Linked DNA regions of Mus musculus: regions 1, 2 and 4 are each linked to region 3. The links are chromatin contacts, called in public ChIA-PET, Hi-C and HiChIP or PLAC-seq maps. All regions are on one chromosome and are shown on one strand. The core of a region is the stretch at or near the end of the contact, and the rest is flanking DNA. Distances in the headings are between cores, read along the strand shown.

Region 1 (2,700 bases), core at 66-2,565, 390 kb before region 3:
ACACAGAAAGAGCTGGAGTACACTTCAGAGGATGCTCAGTTCTTCCTGGGCTAGGACATGAAGCAGAGGTCTGAGCATGGTGAGCTGTTTGAATAGGGGACTCTTCTAGACAGAAACCCAGCAAGGAAGGCAGTAACAGATACAACGAGGATGTGAAGAGACCCAAATTCACTGGTCATCAGAGATGAGAGCTGAAGTAATGATAGACAACTTGCAAATACCAGACTGAAAAAAGAGAGGTCAATACCAAACAGGCAGCCCACTTAACCATCACAGGCACCTGACACCAAGCCTCACAAAAGAGGAGTCCAAATCCTTGGACCCACATGGTGAAGGAAGAGAGCTGCCTCCCATGAGTGGTCCTCTAACCTTCACACACATGCTGTTACATGTGAAATCACACACACACATACGTGCACGCACACAAAAATAAATAAATGAATCAATCAATCAAACAAACAAACAATGTGATGAAAATATTTTCTTAAATGCCAAGAATCAATGAAAAGAAGAAGAGAGATGCTGTCTGTTATAAAACAGAGTAATACAGGTTGAGTATTCCTAGCCCAAAAATGAAATGTGCAGACGAGAGATGACTCCGCAGGTAAAGGTGTGATTTCTATCAACCATATGGCCAACAACCCCCTGTATATAACTCCAGTCGCAGCTGATCCAACACCCTCTTCTGACCTCCTCTGATACTACAGACATGTGGTATACAGACATACAGACAGACAAACCACCCATCATAAAAATAAAATAAAATAAAATAAAATAAAATAAAATAAAATAAAATAAAATGAGAGAACAATTCATCTGAAGTGCCCCAAACTGTGGGATATACTAACATATTTCCATTAACAGAAAATACCACATGTGTTTCATATGATGACTTAATGTCAAAATGCTGCTACACTAAAACTACTGCTTAAATCACCTTTTAGGTTATATGCTTAATATGAAAAATAATTAAACTTCATACTTACAAATGAGTCTCATCCCCAAATTATCTCAAATGTATATACAAATTGATAGACGTTTCAGGCAACTAAGATGGCCACTCCAAAGAACCAGATGAGAAGTCAACAAGTACAAATTATGAACTATGTACACACTGGGCATTAAAAATTCTCAGATCTGCTTCAAAATTTTCAAGTTTGTAGATGTAGGTCTGTGAAGGAGAGGCTGCCAAGGACAGGAGCAGTTAGTAAGATATAGAAGAAAACTGGCTGAGCTGCAAACAAGGAGCTTACAGAACCAATCATGAAAGTCCTTCAGAGTAGTCTCTACGTGTGTAAAGGCTTTCACTTTCCTTATCAGCTATTTTAAGGTGTTGTGAGGAAAAAAAAAACCACAAGATCTTTAGCAAGACACCATTTATATAAACATGTACACCACCATAACTTTTTTATTTTTTGTTTTGTTTTTGTTTCATTTTGTTTGATTTTGAGATGAGGTCTCAATATGCAGCCCTGGCTGCCCTGGAACTTTCTATACAGAGCAGGCTGGCCTCAAACATAACAGAGACCCACCTGCCTCTCTGCCTCCCAAAAGCTAGGACTAAAGACACATGTGTGCCACACCATACATTTTTTAAATACACAGGCATCTCTCATCAAACACCTCTATGAATGTCAATCAATAGAAGCAGCAAATGAGAATGGAAACAAGGTGAGAACATTTTAAACAAGTTAAATAAGGCAAGACCTTATACTACTAAAGCTAACAGCATGCTAGGAGCTCAATAGAAACCCTGAGCAAATGCTCATGGTCACAACTAGATCTTACTTAGAAGAAGGGCTTGTCCTACGCCACATCTTCCACCCACTAAATTACAAGACCCAGGCTGGCCAAAAAGCACTCCAGAAGTCAAACTGCAGAGAGTGGAATAGTCCAAACTCAGAAATGCTCTCAATCCAGCATGTGGGCTACCAATCCAGCATGTGGACTACCAGTCCAGCATGTGGACTACCAGTCCACACATGGATGAAAGAGGAATCAAGCCCAGAACTAGACCTGCCCCTTTGACCGTAGCAATAATCCACTGTTGTAATTTAAAGCTGAACACCCCTGCTGGAATTCAAGCTTCGTAAAATAGTATTTAGTCCCACAGTGCCACTACTCTTGGCAACCACAGAAGCAGTTAAATGCTACATAGCTTAAATACTGCCCATCACCTTCATGAGCTTCCAAAGAATGCCCTACTGTTCTTCAATATAGAAGCTCTCTTGTGCTCATGCTAGGCGTCTTTGCTTCTTTCAGATGAACACAATATTTTTAAATACCATTAGTTTCTCCAAAAAGAATTATCCTCTACCTGTCTTTTTCTATTTTTATTTGCACCCTACATTTCCTACCAGGTCAGTATTCAGAACCTTCCATGGCATGAATGAATGAACCAAGTCCCACAGCGACTGCAAGCAGTTTCCCTGATGACTTCAGCACACAGACTTTTCCTTCTTTAATTTCTTTTTCACTTACTCTGTGCACCATTCAATTAGCACCTTATTATACTAACACCTCGTTTAACCAGCATCATTGGGAAAGCAAAGTGTTCATCAGAAGTGAATTTTCCAGACAACATAAGCATTAATTTAGAAGGCAAAAAAAGTGACGTGAAAACTGTTCTCTCCATAGTTACAGACAGATCCCAGTTCAAACCAAGTCTGATCCTCTGAGCTAAGTTTCAACAAATGTCAT
Region 2 (2,700 bases), core at 34-2,533, 420 kb before region 3:
TTGTACCAGAGGTGATGGATCACCCCAAGAAAATTGTGTCTTCCTGATAACAGGATTAACACACATATGAACTCCCACAATATGTGGAAGCATGCATTGCCTCAGCACAGGTTCGAGTCAGACAGCGTCCCAGATCTCACTGTGTAACCACACTCACGCTCAGCAGTAGATGCTCAACACAAAAAACACTCATAGGTGTTTTATAGATTTTTGCCTCATATCACTTTGGTTTGGTTTGATTTGGTTTGGTTTTTTGTCTTAATGGTCTTTTGCTTGTACAGTTTCCAATCTTATGACTTCAGAGGTTGTGTGTGTGTATGCATGTGTGCATGCATGTGCACTTATGTGTTTCTTGTGTTTTTTTCTTTGTTTTTTTTTCCTAGTTTTGTTTGCTTTGTTTACATGTTGGTTTTCTAAAGAGAAAGAAAGAAAGGGTATGGATATGGATGGATGGGAAGGTGGGGAAGATTTGGGGAGAATTGGAGGAAGGGAACCTATGATTAGGATATATTGTATAAAATTTTAATTTGTGGGCTAGAGAGATGACTCAGCGGTTAAGTGAACTAGCTGCTCTTCTAGAGGTCCTGAGTTCAAATCTCAGCAACCACATGGTGGCTCACAACCATCTGTAATGGGATCTGGTGCTCTCTTCTGGTGTGTCTGAAGACAGCTACCGTGTACGTAAAACAAATAAATAAATTTTTTTTCAAAATTAATTATCAATAAAAATTTCAAAAACAGTTTTTACAAAATTAGTCTTTACATTGTTTTATTATTCAAACTAATTTTTGTAGCATTTCATTTTTAATATACTTTTTTCTCAAATACTAAAGATACTAGAAAATATAAGTAGTCATTAAAATTAATCAGGTAATCACTAGTAGAGTATGAATGAATGAAGAAAATAATCTTAATGTATTAATAACACACCAACAGAAATCACATTATAGTTAAAAAGGTAAGATTGTGGCAAGGTAAGCTTCATCTTCCATATTGCACAAAGCAACAAATGCAGTCTGCAATATTCAATAAGCACCCAATGAATAGTTCTAAATGTGGGCATTTCACCTATTTCTAAATTTCTTGATTTACACCAGTTTTAAAAACAATGGTCCAACCCATCTATAAAAAGTACAAGAAGGCCAAAACTGCCCTGTTTAACAATGCTTTCATCAACAGGAAGAGCACTATGGCAACAGTGAACAGGAACTTCAGTTCTTTCTGTTGCTCTGATAAAACAGTCGCCAGCCAACTGGAGGATAGATTGCAGGCCTCCACTGAAGGCATCAGGGCAGGCACTCATCGGGAGCAGAGGGTGGAACCATAGAAGAGTGCTGCTAAAGGTGCTCTCCACACCTGCTCAGCTTCCTGTCTTCCACACCCATGACCACCTCCCAGGGCTGGGCCCTTCCTTATCAATCATTAATCAAGAAAATGCCCCCCAGAGATAGCAGCAAACCAAGCAGAGGGAGACAATTCCTCAGGTGAGGTTCCTTCTTCCATGGCAATTCTAGTTTGTGCCAGATTGACCAAAACAAGCCAGCAAAGAGAGCAAGAGGCATCCACTCAAACGGTGCATGCAGCTGCTAAGATCCACAGCTGGATTTTATTTTTGTGAGAAAAGGGGGCTAATTCTTCAAAACAGAGTCCAACAACCTTTATAACCTTACTCTGCCAGGAAAGTTTGAAAGTGAAACAAAGAAGTACTGCATGCCAGAGAAAAGACTACCACTGGGCACAGGAACAGCCCACACTAAGTTTGGTGTTGAGGTTTGCTCTGTTGCTATGTATGTTAATGCTAAATTCTACACAGAGGGTCTAGGCCTACAAGTGAATTATCTTGTTTACCAGCTTTTTTGTTGTGCAAACCTTGTTCCTTAAATTAAAACTACTGCTTAAATAAAAATGGCTACAGCCAATTACTGGAGGGATTAAAGATAGGCAGGTTTTGAGTTGCCAGGTGGAGAAGGAGAAGGAGGAGGAGGAAAAGGAAGAAGAGGAGGAAGAGGAGGAAGCAGGAGGAGGAAGAAGAGGAGGAACAGAACAGGAAGAGGAGGAGAGTGAATAGAGAGGAAGACACCATGGGATCGGGGATGAAAACATGGCCATGAGGGCTGGCCAATTGAAGTAAAAGTGCCTAGGAGGAACATAGCAAGTTATAACGTGGGATTTGATAGGGAAGTAGATACCAATAGCTTAGAGGGCGGATATCTAACGCTGTTAAGGGATATTATAATGTAAAGGTTTTGTGTCTTTTATCTGGGTACTGAATGATCAAGGGCCGGGTAGAAAACCGCAATTGATATTAATTTTACCCAACATTTCAGCTATGGACACCAATGTCCATTGGTTTAGCCAGCTAAACTAATATAGCGCCTGGCCTCAAGTACAAAGACCTTACCATGACTGTATAAAGTATTACCTTGAGAAGAACTGAGATCAAAACAGAAAAACCAATGCTAACGTCCAAATAAACAACTGCTGAGTATAATGGAAGATCAAGTGATCATTACTGCAAAAATCAAGTGTCTTTGAGTAGCCATTCTTCAATCCTCTCATAAAAAATAAATAAGTAAAATAAAATTTTGCTAAAACTCTAAAAATTTGCCAGGAACCCCTAGATCAGCTGATGCAACCTACTACTTTTACCCTGGAGAGAGATTTACTCCAGCACCACACCATCTATAAGCTCAGCAATCT
Region 3 (2,700 bases), core at 20-2,519:
CTATAACAAATACCCAATAAAGTCAGTGTTTGACACCACCATGCATTTGCATGTGATGACATCATCAGAGGTGGAGCCTCAATGGATTTTCCACAGAATTTCACTGGTAGTTTGCTCTATAATAATTACTGACTACTTGGACAACTGAATTACCATAAGGAATGAGCAAGGTGTAGCTGTTTTTTAATACTATATTTCCATTTTATAACAAACCACATCTTAAGTTTTTATGCTCATTCATCGTTTATATGATGGTAAATTAAAATAAATCATGTTTTGAATAATTTTCTTGCACACTTCAAGATGTCTTTTTGGATATTGTCTAAGCCTGCTAACTTGTAGCTCCAGAACCTTGTTGCCTCATTAATAAAGCACCGAATAACTTAAAGTGAAATGACTCATTGTATAGCAAAGAATCGCTGTTAGATCTTCTGAGCTGTACGTTTTTTCTATAGTCATGTATGTAACTGTAGATTTCGGTGAGGATGCCCTCTGAACACTAGAGGACATATTTGTGAGCTGAAAGTCCACATTTAAATCTCAGGATTGGACAGTCTTGCTCAAAAGATACAAGCTCAGCAGTTTCAAGGCTGGATGACAGCGAGTCTGGAAATTAATAACCTTCTGTACTCTACTCTGACCTGCGTCTGCCATCTACTCTGTGCCTGGCTGCTGTGGTCCCATGGCACCTCACCTGAGGGAGAAGCACCCACTCATTAGCCAGTCTCTCTGCTCTGGGCATCTACAGAGGTAAATGTCAAGAATTTTAGTATAGGAATGACAGCAGCACCCATTATACCCTATACCCTTGTTCTTGTTCACTCAAAAGCGCTTAAAGAAAACCAGTTTTCCCCATACGCAGAAGGGTTAAAAGGGCTGCTGTACTCTTGCACATCCCCTCGCCACACAAGCAAAGAGTGGGGTAAACAGTTACGGAAACGGAGCCAAATGTACACGTTGTTTTTCCTATCTGGCTTTTTCTGACTAGCCTGGTGCTTTTAATATTGCTGCACTTCATCTTCATGGATAGTGTGCACAAAGCCTTAATTTCCAGCACAGAAGGATAATGGCTCAGTGATCATTGGCTTTCTCTAAAACACAACCGAACATAAGCCAGGAGGCTGAGAAAGGGAGCTGTTCTTTAAAATGGCCTTGAAATGGTGTATGCAGTCAGGTGGCTGTGACGCTTGTTCACCACAGTGTGGGGTCTTTTTCCACGGCACACCTCAGGGACTTAAAGTGTACCTCACCCGGTTGGCCGGGGAATTGTAGGCAGCTGTATACTCACTCACACAGTGTTGGAGACAGCCGCAGCAGCACCGTGTCAGTAACAGAGGATGTTCCCTCCTGCCCACTTCTTAGCTACAGAAACCCACTGGCCTGTGGTGTTTTGTTGTTTCAGCTACAAGGGTGAGATCTCCTTTAGCCTGCTAGGCAAGGGAGGTTTTAGAATAGAGGTAAAAACTTATCAAACAGCTGTTTGTTTTAAAATAGGACATTGATCTTTAACAGTGGTGTCTGTACTGATCTTAGGTTAATCTTATTATGTTATCTTTTAAAAAGTCATCATAACTAACATCATAGTTTGTGTGTGTGTGTGTGTGTGTGTGTGTGTGTACAGAATAGCTGCAGGTGTGAACAATCACTCCCTGGCCCCTAGCTTGTTTTATTTAATTTTTTTTTCTGTGATCAAGCAGAGAACCATTTTAAACAACTGAAATGGAGGACATAAGGAAGTAACAAAGAACAGTCTGAGAGTTAGTGCTGTGCTAAGTGGGGGACCCTTCTCCAACTTCGTGTGATGGCATGCTGTATAGAAAAGGCTCTTTCAGCAAGTGTTTAGGAAAATATGTTCCAAAAGATCTGCATAACATTAGTGTAACCAAGTGTTCCTCTCTGTGGCTTCCTGTTTTGGAATTAAATGCCTTCAGGGTACTCAGAATAACTCTGTTTAGAAACACAAGAAGAGTTTAACCCCTTATGTTCCTGATCAGACTTTTAAAACATAAACATGAATTAGAAAGCAAAAGGACCTTATTCTGTTCTATAGCTCAAAAAATTCACTCTAAAATAAGAAGAGTTTTTACATAAAGTTGGTGGTTTAGTTAAAAAGCAAAAACATAAACAAAAATTATCATTAGAACAGTGAGGTCAGTTTTCTTTCTTTATAAACAGTTTTTAAAGACAATCCTTTTCCTATAAGTGGGTAATTTCCGCATGAGTTCACGGTGAGTTCCTAGCCTGGCTGTTCCCAGAAAGTGCAGGGTACAAGGAAGCTCAACCTGGGTGTCTTTCTTTGTGCTGTTTGAGTTCCCTGTTCTTGAATTGCTGCTGCAAGCCAGCAGAGGGAGCACCCAACAGTATTAGAGCTTAATAAAGCATCACATTTTCCTCCTTCCCCGTCATTAAAAACGATGTCTACAACCAATCATCCATTGATTATATATTTTCACTGTGTCGATTCAAGTGTAAATATGTTGCTTTTTAAAAGGGAGACGTAAAGGGACCTTATTTATGCAGTTCGCTTCTGTAAACCTTCATTAAATATGGAACTTTAAGACTGATAATAAATATAATGCAGAGGAAAAGGTGGGCACTGCACAACCTCTGTACGCCAAAATATTTTTAATTTAGTTACAGAGAAAGAAAGGCAAAGGTCCTTTGCAAGAAAGAATGGTAAAAGTAAAATACAGTCCAATT
Region 4 (2,700 bases), core at 38-2,537, 290 kb before region 3:
GTCATTAACCTTTCCGTCTGTCTGTTGATGTAAGTCAGCCTTTTCTAACAAGTATCCTTCCCACAAATGAAATAAAAATCTACATTAATTTCAGTTCTAAAGTGATATGTTCAGCATAGACGTGATTTTGTACAAAGAAAGGACAGAGAGAGAGGAGGGGGAGGGAGAGGGAGAGAGAAGGAAGGTTGGAAGAAATCTTGCTTGTAAACACTATATTCCACTTGAAAATTTAATACTTCATTACAGAAGAGATACTTAATGTTAACCAAGGCATCAGTAAAACAATAAAACCACCAAGCAAAAGATTCCTAAAAGACTTTTAATTCTCTGATAGAGATAACTGGGTATAATTGCTTTATATAAAAACATGTATTTGGTCCAACATGCCCCTAGTATTATCAAAAGTTTACTTTTAAAAAGATAGAGAAAGGTTGGGAGGCTATGGTTTAAATATATTCTACAATTTTAAAATTTAATTTTACACACTGCCATGCTGTTCCATTACATATGCAGGAAAGGGAAGAAAAATGTTTTTCAGAGTTGAAAAAAAATTAATCCACATTTCTTGGCATCGACAGATAATGTTATATTTAAAATATACATATATAATGTGAGACCCATTATCTAATAAAAGTCACGAAATCTAGCATGTTCATTTTGTGTCTTATAATAATTGGAAGTTGATCAAAGAAAACTACTTCCATTTTTATGACATTGTTGCTATTTTTGTGGACAAAAATTTTAAATGTATGATAAAAATCCAATATACAATAATTGAAACATACAGTCCAACCTCACAGAGCTTTGATAAATCTGTTCATTCCTGGCCATTTTCAGTGTTGCTATAGTGAACAGTGTTGACAAGTGGCTGAAAAAAGCTTATAAATGGAATTCAGATCATAGATAAAACCGAACAGAAACTATCTTGTAGCATTTCTGCATGTTGGGAGGCCTGGTTTGTGCCACAGATGGCCATCTCCCAATAATACATAAAACACTTCTTTCTGGAGCCCAGCACACATTGTTGAATGCACAGGTCATTTGAACAGAACAATAATTCAATTCTCTTAATAATGATCTCACGAGGAGCCAACACAGACACAGGGTGATGCTGTTAGAAGAAAAGAATTGTACCCGAGTTTGAAAAATTAAATTCTTAAAAAGCCACCATGCTCTCTTGTCAAAATAGCACCTAAATGTATGCAGTGTTTAGAGATGAGGCAAGCTCGCTGAGTTTATTTTAGTCGCTTGAATTATACTGCTGTGTGTCTGCGCCATGCTTCTTCAGTCTTCGAGCTGGAAGCTTTCCGGGGAGGGTCAGTAATGGCCACTGAGCCCTCTGTTGGCTTATTGGCTGAGCTCACTGATGAGGAAACCTTGAGTTCGTCACTTTCTCTTCTCTAATTGCTGAAGTGGCCGTCACTGAAGATGACAGAGCGTTTCTGAAGGACACATGGGAATCATTAACCAGCCCAATAAAATGATCTATTTATGTAAGTAACAGTTATTATAACCTCACCCCCCCATGGCCATATTTCTCTAGAACTTTTGTTTTTTTTAATTTTTAAGGCTACTTTTGTTCAAGCTTGTAAGACTTAGGATCCTGGAGTCCCTATGTTAGCACTGATGAATGAACTCAGCCAGGAAAAAGCAGACCTAGAGGACCTCCAGCATCTGCATGATTCTCACTTCTGACACATGTGGAATGCAGCTCCCCCCCCCCTCCCGTCCTACTCCCCTCCCTCCCTCTCTCTGTATCCCTCTCTCTCCTCCTTTGTCTTTCTTCCATTTCTCCCCTCTCCCAATTTTCTATCCTTCTTTCCCTTCCTCTACTTTCCCCATCGTTTGTTTTTTGACAGGTAGGTTATAGAGCCCAGGCTGGCCTCAAACTCAGAAGCTTCCTGCCTCAGCACCTCAGATTATATGAAGCCATGCTGCTATGTCCGGGTCAGGATGATCAGCTTTCTATATCTAGCACTAAGTCTAATGCTACTGAAATGATGCGCCTTATTGTTACAGATTTAGCTGTTGCTATCGTGTTGCCTTTGTTAGCTTCATTTGCTAATGAATCAAGGTCTTTAAATATGCCGAGTGTTGGACTGAAAGATCTTTAGTTTTTAGGATCTCATTCTAAACTTGAACTGAGGAGTCATCTAAAACAAATGGACGTGCAAAAAGCAAATAGAGCGAAATGACAAGAACAAAATGGAAAAACAAACAAAACCCAGGAATAATATTGATATAAAACTATTCAAATTATTAACTTAATATTATATGGCTTATATAAAGTCTTACAATGACTGTTTTATAATTGAATAGGTTAATTAAAAGTTTTCCATCCACCTGCCCTTGTAGGCTTGAAAAAATTGAAATCTTTCCTATAAAATAGTACTTTTATGCCTGGGAAGCCCATTGCCCTGTAGGACCAGCCTCTGCCCTGCCATGTCAGCTTCTATGATGGTGCTTTTACCTTCTCAGAAAAGTAGAAAGAAGAGTACTCATTCAATTTGTCCGTGAAACAATGGTCAGGGCAGGGTGTTGGGGGGGGGGAGATGTACAGTGATGCTGGAAGGAAGAGGGGGAACACTGCCTTCCACCTGCCTGGCAAACCACACAGCTTTAAGGCCCTCCCCTCATCTCACTGACACCTCTCCCAGAAAGCATAACCCTGCCTCTAAAAAGACATTGCCTAAAGGAGAG

The links. A called contact is a pair of places that touch in the nucleus more often than the background predicts. ChIA-PET counts read pairs in DNA pulled down with a chosen protein or histone mark. HiChIP or PLAC-seq counts read pairs in DNA pulled down with a chosen protein or histone mark.
Region 1: an H3K27ac HiChIP or PLAC-seq map of regulatory T cell precursor shows a contact between it and region 3, with 10 times the contacts expected there. The contact joins two enhancer-like sites. A contact is called at or near these places in 2 of 484 Hi-C or Micro-C datasets (cerebral cortex and uterus) and 6 of 115 datasets of contacts at active chromatin or transcription factors (double positive thymocytes, effector CD8 T cells, large pre-B cells and 3 more).
Region 2: a contact with region 3 is called in an RNA polymerase II ChIA-PET map of memory CD8 T cells, with 5 read pairs. The contact joins two enhancer-like sites. A contact is called at or near these places in 3 of 115 datasets of contacts at active chromatin or transcription factors (double positive thymocytes, large pre-B cells and memory CD8 T cells).
Region 4: a contact with region 3 is called in a Hi-C map of cortical neurons, with 2.8 times the contacts expected there. The contact joins the promoter of A830009L08Rik here to the enhancer-like site in region 3. A contact is called at or near these places in 2 of 15 datasets of contacts at CTCF or cohesin (large pre-B cells and pro-B cells), 12 of 484 Hi-C or Micro-C datasets (DN3 thymocytes, LSK cells, cerebral cortex and 8 more), 15 of 115 datasets of contacts at active chromatin or transcription factors (the NIH/3T3 cell line, astrocytes, cardiomyocytes and 10 more) and 1 of 9 other capture datasets (embryonic stem cells).

Annotation. Positions count from the first base shown.
Region 1 is chr13:91,483,061-91,485,760 of GRCm38.p6, reverse strand. All of the region lies in intron 1 of Ssbp2 (single-stranded DNA binding protein 2), which reads right to left. Among named protein-coding and RNA genes, the nearest start is that of Ssbp2, 23 kb to the right of the region's middle. Within about 2 kb of position 1,315, at least 64 of the 459 cell types and tissues checked have an H3K27ac peak or open chromatin away from gene starts, as enhancers often do. A contact at or near this core is called in double positive thymocytes, effector CD8 T cells, memory CD8 T cells and 2 more, where this site is marked.
Region 2 is chr13:91,508,239-91,510,938 of GRCm38.p6, reverse strand. The region is part of intron 1 of Ssbp2 (single-stranded DNA binding protein 2); the gene reads right to left. Among named protein-coding and RNA genes, the nearest start is that of Gm41016, 24 kb to the left of the region's middle. Within about 2 kb of position 1,283, at least 83 of the 459 cell types and tissues checked have an H3K27ac peak or open chromatin away from gene starts, as enhancers often do. A contact at or near this core is called in double positive thymocytes and memory CD8 T cells, where this site is marked.
Region 3 is chr13:91,092,975-91,095,674 of GRCm38.p6, reverse strand. All of the region lies in intron 3 of Atg10 (autophagy related 10), which reads left to right. Among named protein-coding and RNA genes, the nearest start is that of Atg10, 130 kb to the left of the region's middle. Within about 2 kb of position 1,269, at least 129 of the 459 cell types and tissues checked have an H3K27ac peak or open chromatin away from gene starts, as enhancers often do. A contact at or near this core is called in DN3 thymocytes, cerebral cortex, cortical neurons and 12 more, where this site is marked.
Region 4 is chr13:91,386,672-91,389,371 of GRCm38.p6, reverse strand. It overlaps A830009L08Rik (RIKEN cDNA A830009L08 gene), which reads left to right and starts at 1,287. Exons shown (of 3, transcript NR_045161.1): 1 at 1,287-1,493.